Regions from separate parts of the Drosophila melanogaster genome. Here all the other regions are linked to region 1. The links are chromatin contacts, called in public Hi-C and targeted proximity ligation maps. All regions are on one chromosome and are shown on one strand. The core of a region is the stretch at or near the end of the contact, and the rest is flanking DNA. Distances in the headings are between cores, read along the strand shown. Region 1 holds the start of MCU (Mitochondrial calcium uniporter). Region 2 holds the start of SP1173 (SP1173,). Region 3 holds the start of dikar (dikar,).

The links. A called contact is a pair of places that touch in the nucleus more often than the background predicts.
Region 2: a contact with region 1 is called in a Hi-C map of the Kc167 cell line, with 4 times the contacts expected there. A contact is called at or near these places in 13 of 107 Hi-C or Micro-C datasets (the Clone 8 cell line, the Kc167 cell line, the PNm cell line and 8 more).
Region 3: a contact with region 1 is called in a targeted proximity ligation map of the Kc167 cell line, with 6 times the contacts expected there. A contact is called at or near these places in 3 of 107 Hi-C or Micro-C datasets (the Clone 8 cell line, the Kc167 cell line and the S2 cell line) and 2 of 7 datasets of targeted methods (both in the Kc167 cell line).

The regions. Positions count from the first base shown.
Region 1 is chr3L:6,549,330-6,552,124 of dm6, reverse strand. It overlaps MCU (Mitochondrial calcium uniporter), which reads right to left and starts at 1,386. Exons shown (of 8, transcript NM_144449.4): 1 at 1,289-1,386; 2 at 176-361. The coding sequence starts at 292. sfl (sulfateless) reads right to left here. Exons shown (of 7, transcript NM_079222.5): 7 at 2,021-2,795.
Region 2 is chr3L:6,702,180-6,704,879 of dm6, reverse strand. SP1173 (SP1173,) reads left to right here and starts at 1,359. Exons shown (of 6, transcript NM_168178.2): 1 at 1,359-2,017. It overlaps CG8519, which reads right to left and starts at 20. Exons shown (of 3, transcript NM_139797.4): 1 at 1-20.
Region 3 is chr3L:6,741,880-6,744,579 of dm6, reverse strand. It overlaps dikar (dikar,), which reads left to right and starts at 1,416. Exons shown (of 10, transcript NM_001274552.1): 1 at 1,416-1,554; 2 at 2,531-2,665. The coding sequence starts at 2,638. It overlaps velo (veloren), which reads left to right. Exons shown (of 9, transcript NM_206286.2): 9 at 1-154.

The DNA of each region.
Region 1 (2,795 bases), core at 137-2,636:
ATACTACAATACTACCCCTTGTTGTTAGCATGCGCTTATTCACATTCGAAAAGCAAGTGCGTGTATTTTTATAGATCCGATACCGTGGCAAACAGCTGCTCCCCCGGAGCGCGACTTCCCCAGATAGTTTTCCTGAACTGTGTATGTGCGTAGGTACTTTGTATGTAGCACTCACCAGGGCGAAGGTGGTGCCGGGGGCCAAACGCAGGGCGAGACTTCTATGGGTGGTGGTGGTCGCTGGTCGCAGGAAGAGCCGAAAGGCGCTGACCATGGCAGCCCTATTTCTGGACATGATGCGGCTCGCTTAACAGGAACTGGTTGTACGGCTGGATTGAACACTACACCACAGCACTGAATACTCCTTTTTATTTTTATTGTAAATCACGATAACACCGGTTATGGGGGGGTAAATAATGAGTAATGTGTTGCAATTCCGCGCCCAACTTATTGTTTGGATTAGAAAATAAATAAGAAATACAAGTACACTAAGAGGCTTGGCACTACCTTTCAGCCAAAATCTAATTTTAAACGCCTATGTGCGAAACGGGTATTATTTATTCGAACCGGAAACTTTAGCGAAGCCTCTTTCATCGTCGTGGATTTCAAAGGCACCGTTAGAATCTTCCGATAGGCTCGAATAGATAGCTCCCACGATAAATAAACAAAAGCGGCCAATGCGAATTTCACTTTCACCTAACATTTTGACATGATTACGTTTAATTTTGACTACTTTAACAAAGTGTATAAGTTGTGACAGGGAAAATGCAACAAGCCGCAACCAACAACAAAAACAACCAAGAACGGGCGCGAAAAAGGAGAACGGGAGAATTTTCTGTGAGAAGGGGCGAAGAGAATTACCGGTTTTACCAAGCGAATCTTCTTTAACTTTTCATGCGCGGCACATAGGGCTAAAACCCAGCGATTAGCACTCGGAATAAAATTATATATACATATGTGGAAAGATATATATTCTGGGAATTTAATTATTGGGAACGCGCCGTTTTAATGGACCATTCGCTGCACGGCACTCTCTCTTTCGCTCTCTTTGCACTCTCTTCGCCCACGACTTTTTATTTAAAGCCGGCTGTGAGAACACGCGATATTATTATTAATAATTAACTCTTTTTGCAACTGTCGTTTGTGGCCGAATACCTGTTAGCACGTGCTACTTTTATCGTTCTATGGCTTATCTAGCTGATATTTAAATTTATAGCTTGCGGTTTCGATTTGAAACCGACGCGCCAACCATATATACCGTTGTTTTCTTATATAAATAAATTTTAGTTACTCGGAAATATACACCGAAATTGCGCGTATTTGAATGTTAATATTCAAAGTTGTCAATAAAATAAGAAAACATCAACTCCCACAACCGACACGAACGAACTACAGAAATGAACTAACCGAAGCTGCAAACGAAAAGCTATGCCTAATCGATACTATCGGTGCGCACCCAGCACCAATCGATTACCATGCTGTTATGTCACTGTTTTCACTGAATAACGTGGCGCCAAAAAAAATATTTAAAAAATTAAATATGCTTGTACAGAAATAAATTGTTTTTTAAATTTGTTGTCTATTTATTTATATTTTGTAATATGGCAAAGCGGCACAGTAAAATAAATGTAATTGTGCTTGTCCATCGGATGAATTTTTACTACTCTTACATATAATTATAATAGTCAATGAGAAGCAAAGCTTTTTGAAAATAACGAATTTTGGGGTCATATGCTGAAGTTGCCATTTCGATTTCTACACACGTTTATTCGATAAAAATACACAATTTTTTATCCGTATCTAGCGAATACTCTTTCCTTTTGGTTCCTGAACTCGATAAATGTGGATGGTGCCCTCGTTAAAGGTGCATGTCTTAGCTTGTCGTGTTTACTTGGTTTTAGAACATTGTTTAGGTTCGTGTCTCGACTGTTTAGTCGGCTTGTGATTGAAATAGTTTTTTTAGTACAAAAGTAAACCTACTTTTCAAATTTCCCGCATAAACGCGCCAATGAATAATTCGCATCCATTTTACACTTGCAATAATTTCGCTTTTATTATTGTCGCATTACCAATCTAAACTTGAACTAGTCCTCATACATTTACGCATATATCCAACTATACAATAGAGCTTTGCTTAGTGCTGCGTTAAAAATACAACTAGAGTTTTACACTTTTACATCGAGGCCTGTGACAAGCGCATTTTAAGTCTACTTAGGCTAAAAACATCTATAATACACTTAGGGGATAGAGGCAGCCTTATGCTTAACGTACTAGTCCGATATATATATATATCTGGGTTTTACTGTAGCATTCGTTAACTGCTGGAACAAAGTCACAGTCGTGGCATGGATTTGAAATGCTTAAGGTACACAGAAGTTTCTGTGGCTGCCGTGTGTATAGTAGTACATAGTTATGTATTTTGGAGTTGTCAAAAGTTATTTGATCGAGTCTTTACGATGAGGAGAGCTGAATCGGTGTCTGAGGTAATAGTAATAACGAAAGTGCTGGATTATGCGTAAACTCAATTAGGCGCTTAATTCGCCATTGCCAACTAATAAACATTAAACAACTAACAAAGCGCATTTATGCATTTATTCATGATGCCTCATGATATTATTTATGATAATTTATAATGCGCAAGCATACACACACACTCATGCCTATTTACACAATGTCCGCAGATAAATTCACACAGATACGCACTCATACACTGTACAACTTTAGCTGACAACTGCAGTGACATTAATTAGCTGCAATAGCAACGAACAAAAAAGATTTATGCATGTTAAAAGCGACTA
Region 2 (2,700 bases), core at 110-2,609, 150 kb before region 1:
GCCAACTGATTTCTACTGAAAAGAAAGAGCGGCGGAATCTGTGCTACGCCGGAGTGTAAGTGTAGATCGGGGATCTTCCGATCGACCCGATGTCTATAGCTTTTCGCGAGTGTGCGAGCGAGCAACAACCAAAAATAGACAGTACGAGGAGCGGAGCGGAGCAATTCCAATCCCCCATCCCGATCCCCAATTCCCAGACACGCGCCCTGCAAAGGGTTAAAGTTAAAAGTTGCTCACTCGGCCAATAGGCTAATCGGTGGCATCGAAAATAGCCCCATCGATGTGCCACATCCGATCGCTATATCTGCGGCCATTTAGGATCGTTTCGAGGGAGCCAACCGCCATCATCATCATCGTTCTTGTGGGCCAAGACAAATGCAACTGCGAGTGGCTGACGGCAAATGTCGCCTTAAATTAAATTTAATTGACACTCTGGGGCTGAGCGAAGCAGCTGTGGGTTGACAACTGTTTCTGGATGTGTGGTTATCCTACTTCTATTATCGAAAAGCCCCTTAGATTGCAGCTGTTATGACGGGCAGTTAAAGTTTGTTTGGTTATTCAAAGTAATTGCACCTGGCGTAGGAATTAATTATTAAGCGTTTGGGGGAGGTTAGTTCAGACAAGTAAGGATTATGAATATACAGGTACATATTATATTTTTCAACTTCTACCAATGTATATTTCAATATTGAAGTAGAACATAAAATATTATTAATTTTAAATAAATACTGATTAAATAAGAAAGTACGCAGTTCTGAGCAAAACCCTAGTTCTCAACAAAGGTTCCTTTTGGGGAAAATATAAGTATCAAATAACTAGTCAGACAGTAAAAGTCAATTAAAATCTACCAAATGCAAACATAAACATAATATTATTATTTACTTAGCGTTTCCGCCTCATGTTGACAACGAATTAAGGACCTTTTAGTTATGCATATTAGGTCAATATTTTCTAGTTCATTAAGGAAATGGTCTGTAGCCATGTCCCATATGCATATCAGCCAGACTAAAACACCCTCAGCAACAATGCACGTGTGTCTATCCGCATTGTGCCGCCGAGGATTTCCCATTGCGGGGGTGTTTCCGTGCGAATGTGAGCAGCCCTAAGGGTTGAAAATTCCAGACGCCCGAAAAAAGCGGAAGGCATTTCGTTAGACGGGAAAATCTTGGCAAGAGCCAAATAGAAATCGTAACACAAATATAGGGGTAATCATTGGCGCCGACCGCTAAAAAGTATGCAACACTATTTTTTCAGCGACTCTTAAGCCACAGTCGCGTCCCAGCACATTGGGAAATTGGGAAGGGTAGCCGAAACAGCTGGCTGTGAATGCTTTCCGGTTTTTTGCCGCTGTTGCCCGTTTAGTTTTCTTTCGAACGGCGAGGCGTTTGGACGCGCACGCGGATTACCAGTTGGGAAAATATATCGAAACCGTGCCTCGAAACTCACCCACGCCGGGAGCTTCTTTGACTTCTGGCAGCTGCCGCCAAAATAAAAAAAATACATATCGAATAAAAACAAAGTAGTTTTTATTCGAGGCATCCGCGCGACGCGCACTTTTCGGTGTGTTTTCATTTATTAGCTACTTATACATAACATAATAGTGTGTTTCCTTCTGCTTCTTTGGCTTATTCGAAAAACTTATTTTCGTAGTCTCGACTCGTTTTTAGAAATCGCTGCGCGTTTAGCTTGGCAGTGTCGCCTGTTATTCTTGTGCCAGCCAGTGTTGAATTTGAAATATTTTCATTTAATTTGAAAATAAGAAGAAAGAAAGCGAAATAAAAATACAATCAAATACGATTTCGTATATTCCCTGACGACAAGTGCTCGTGGTGTTACTCTACTTGTGCGATTGACAGTGTGTGCTTTTGGTTAATGGAGAATACATAAATAGCAAATAATGTACCCATAACAAACAAGAAGCTACGAATTGGCCATTGACTGAATAATTAGCCTAAGCAATTGCCAGAAGAACGGAAACATTAATGAGCGATTTTCGGCTAACGTTTATGGCAGACAGGCAAATACGAATTATTATATATTCATATACTAACAAATAAAAGTGAATTTGCATGTAAATTATTTACTTAAATTGGAAAAGGGGATTTTGGACGGAAAACGTTACAGGAAGTTTTATACTTTTTTTAACATATTAAAATTTATAAATATTTTTTTATTTCGTTTTGAGATTTCACATTTTTTGTAGTAAAATGTACTTTTATACATTTTTTTAAGACCTTAAAGACTTTACTTATAAACCATGTTTTGGATAACATGTTTATAATTATCCCTAGGCATATCCTTCGTAAAACCTTCTTTAAAGCTTAGTCATCAATCATTTCGCACACAAAACACACTGACACACAATCAAACCCACTCACAAAATTGTGATGTCATCTGGCTTGGCGGCTTCTGCGGTCACCGTTGGCAGCCAAAAGACGAAATTAAAAGCGAAAATGATGTGACTTACTAACCACAAATGGAGGACGACTTCGTTGCCAGCAAGGACTTCGTTTGCCCTCGGTCACGTGTTGCATTTGCCTCGAAGGATTCTCGTGATTCCCGTTTGGTTTAGGGTCTGCGAATGAAATCATCAGCTCGCAGAAGAGAAAATCAATGAAATTGTAGGGACAAACTTTTATTCGTTCACGCACTGAAAAATGCAATTTTCGCGGCGACTCAGTGACGCGGAGACAGCCTGGC
Region 3 (2,700 bases), core at 167-2,666, 190 kb before region 1:
TGCGCTGCTCCAGTTGCCACAGCTGCGGCACCACCTGTAAATACGCCATTACATTACATCGGTTATTCAATTCTATGTATCTAAACGTTTGACTCTAAAAAACTACACTAAACTAAAACTATAAATAAAGACTAAATTACTATGTATGAAATACAAGAAACTGGTGTTTGGACTTTTTAAGCGAGTATTAATGGGAAAAGTGAGAAAGTTGTTATAGTTTTTGGAAAGTCATTTGAAATGGAGTCATTTGTTTAAAAATAAATTCACAATAATTTGGTTTAATTCCTGAATTAATTTGCAATTTCAATGATCTTGAAATAACTTATTAATTTCGAACAGCTAAATTTATATGTATAACAAAAATAAGGGTTTTATTATATTACAGTAGTGCGTTACTTGTTTGTTCTTGGGGAGGCTTTCCCAGCACCACTTTATTTTACAACAAATTTCGTGGTCGCCCTTGCCCAAACCAGTTTCGCATGCCTCGCCATGTAGGCTAGAATCGCCATGTAGATGGCACCTACATGGTGGGACTCCCCGAGGCACGTTGTTGAACAGAATGCAATTTCGGCCGAAATTCGTATAAATTAGCTTGCAGACTTTTGCAAACATTGCATGCGCGCTCAACTTGAATTGCAGCTTTGGATGGTTTTGCATAATTTTGGTTAATCTTTAATTGATAGCCCCCCAACCCGCGATTTATGCCATGTAGTTACTTTAGAACATACATGACGACCTACATGGTGACTGGCACGCACACACCCGCACTTGTGCGTGTGAAGCAACAACACACACTAGCACGCCGCCATGTAGTTAACGGCGGAAAAGTTAGGTTAGACTCACAGCTGCTCTCGCAAAGGAGGGGTGGGAAGGCAAGAAAAAAAGACTGTTGAAGGAGGGGTAGCGGAGAGGCGAATGGCAAGCGAAAAGCGACCGGAAGAAGGAAATCGATCTATCGATAGAATCGGGGAATGTTGTAAATTGCGCATTAATGCTTACAAACTTCTATAGTAAACAAAACAAAACATAATACATGTATTGGCAAGCAGATTATTAAATTATTAAATTATTTTTTTATTAAAATTAAATTATCTTAAAATACTTTTCTTATCTGCAGAATTGTGTTTATGTGGAAAAGCAAGCATATTTAAAATAAAAATGTATTAATCTGATTTTAAAGTTTCATTGAATATATGTTTTACAAACTTAAATACTTTAAATTTAAAACTAAAATACACAATTGAAAACTATTTAATATGAAAAATATGAAAGGTGAACCGTTTTGAAGAAATAAAGTCGATTTACCAATTTAAATCCAAAACAAATATATTAACTATCGTTTAGAGCCACTTTGCCCCGAGTGCCGCATCTCTAGTGAACCATCGATGGCTGGCGTGTTGACGAATTTCAGACCACCACTAGTTATCGAGAGCCACGATAATTTCTTCGCCGCGTTTGCTGCTCGCTGAAGAAAAATAAAATTAACCAGGAGCGCAAAAAAACGCGAATCGCGTATTGTCTGCGCAGATAGCCAGATTAACGGGATCGAAACGGGTAGGCATGCCGTTCAATCAATCGATCGCAGCGAACTGTTTAGTGCGTGCTGCTATTGTTGTGAAATAATTAATAATATTTTATGGCAGATGGAGCCCCTCTGCGTACAACTATGTGTGTGTGTGCCCTGGCATCCGAGTGTGTGCGTGCGTGTGTGTGGAAAAAGAAATTGAGGGGGAAAAAGCAGAAAGAAAAGATGACTGGGAAATGGGCGTCTCTAAAGTTAAATGACATTTTCACACGTAACTGAAAAATATATATACGTGTATTAATAAAAATAAATACACACTGCCCAGCAGGCAAAAAACGGAGGCGGAGAAAAGCCGTCGGTCGTCAGCCGCCGCGCGCATGCTCCACAAAATTGGAAGTTAAATAAACTGCTATGTACGCCAACTAAATCTGCGCACCATAACCTTTCATCGCGTGCAATTTGCGGTGAAAAGCGGAAAAAAACCAACTGCCCAAAAGCCGTGTAAATTGCACATTATAATTGCAAAATAATCGAGTGCAGTGTAGTCAAAATAGTAGTGCCCATTCGCGGGAGCGGGACGGCATGCAAACGTGAAAAAGTGAGCGGTTCGGCTATTGGCTCAATGTACTGGTGCCGTCCCGCTTTGACGCACGCCTTGGCCGCTTGTCGGCTGTCTGTTTTGATTTTCTCTTCGTGAAAATAAGCGCGCGTACTTTCTTTTGACCTACCGTCCACCCACTCGACCCTTCCCACTCCCATCCCCATCCCCTGCGCTGCCCAGACCCTTGCGTGCATCGGAATGTTTGATAAGTGATAAAGCCAGATGTTTGTGTATATATCGCCGCCAAGTGTCCCAACACACACACACATGTTGCACACATTTTTTTTGTCTGAATTCTGCGCTCGCTCTTTTTGCCGCCTTTTGACTTTCGGTCGTGTAATTTGAGCCTAATTCGTTAACGCCTGACCACATACGTTATATATACATATATATTATATACGCAGCCCGACTTCCACACCAGAGAGCTACTAAAGAGGCCCAGGAATTGTTCTTACTGACATCTATAAAATCCCGCAGAGGAGCAACGTTTCCAATAAGCAAGCATACATAAATGGTTTCTACTTTCATTGGATTATTAGGTGAGCAATAAATTTACCAAATCAGTTCCTACTTA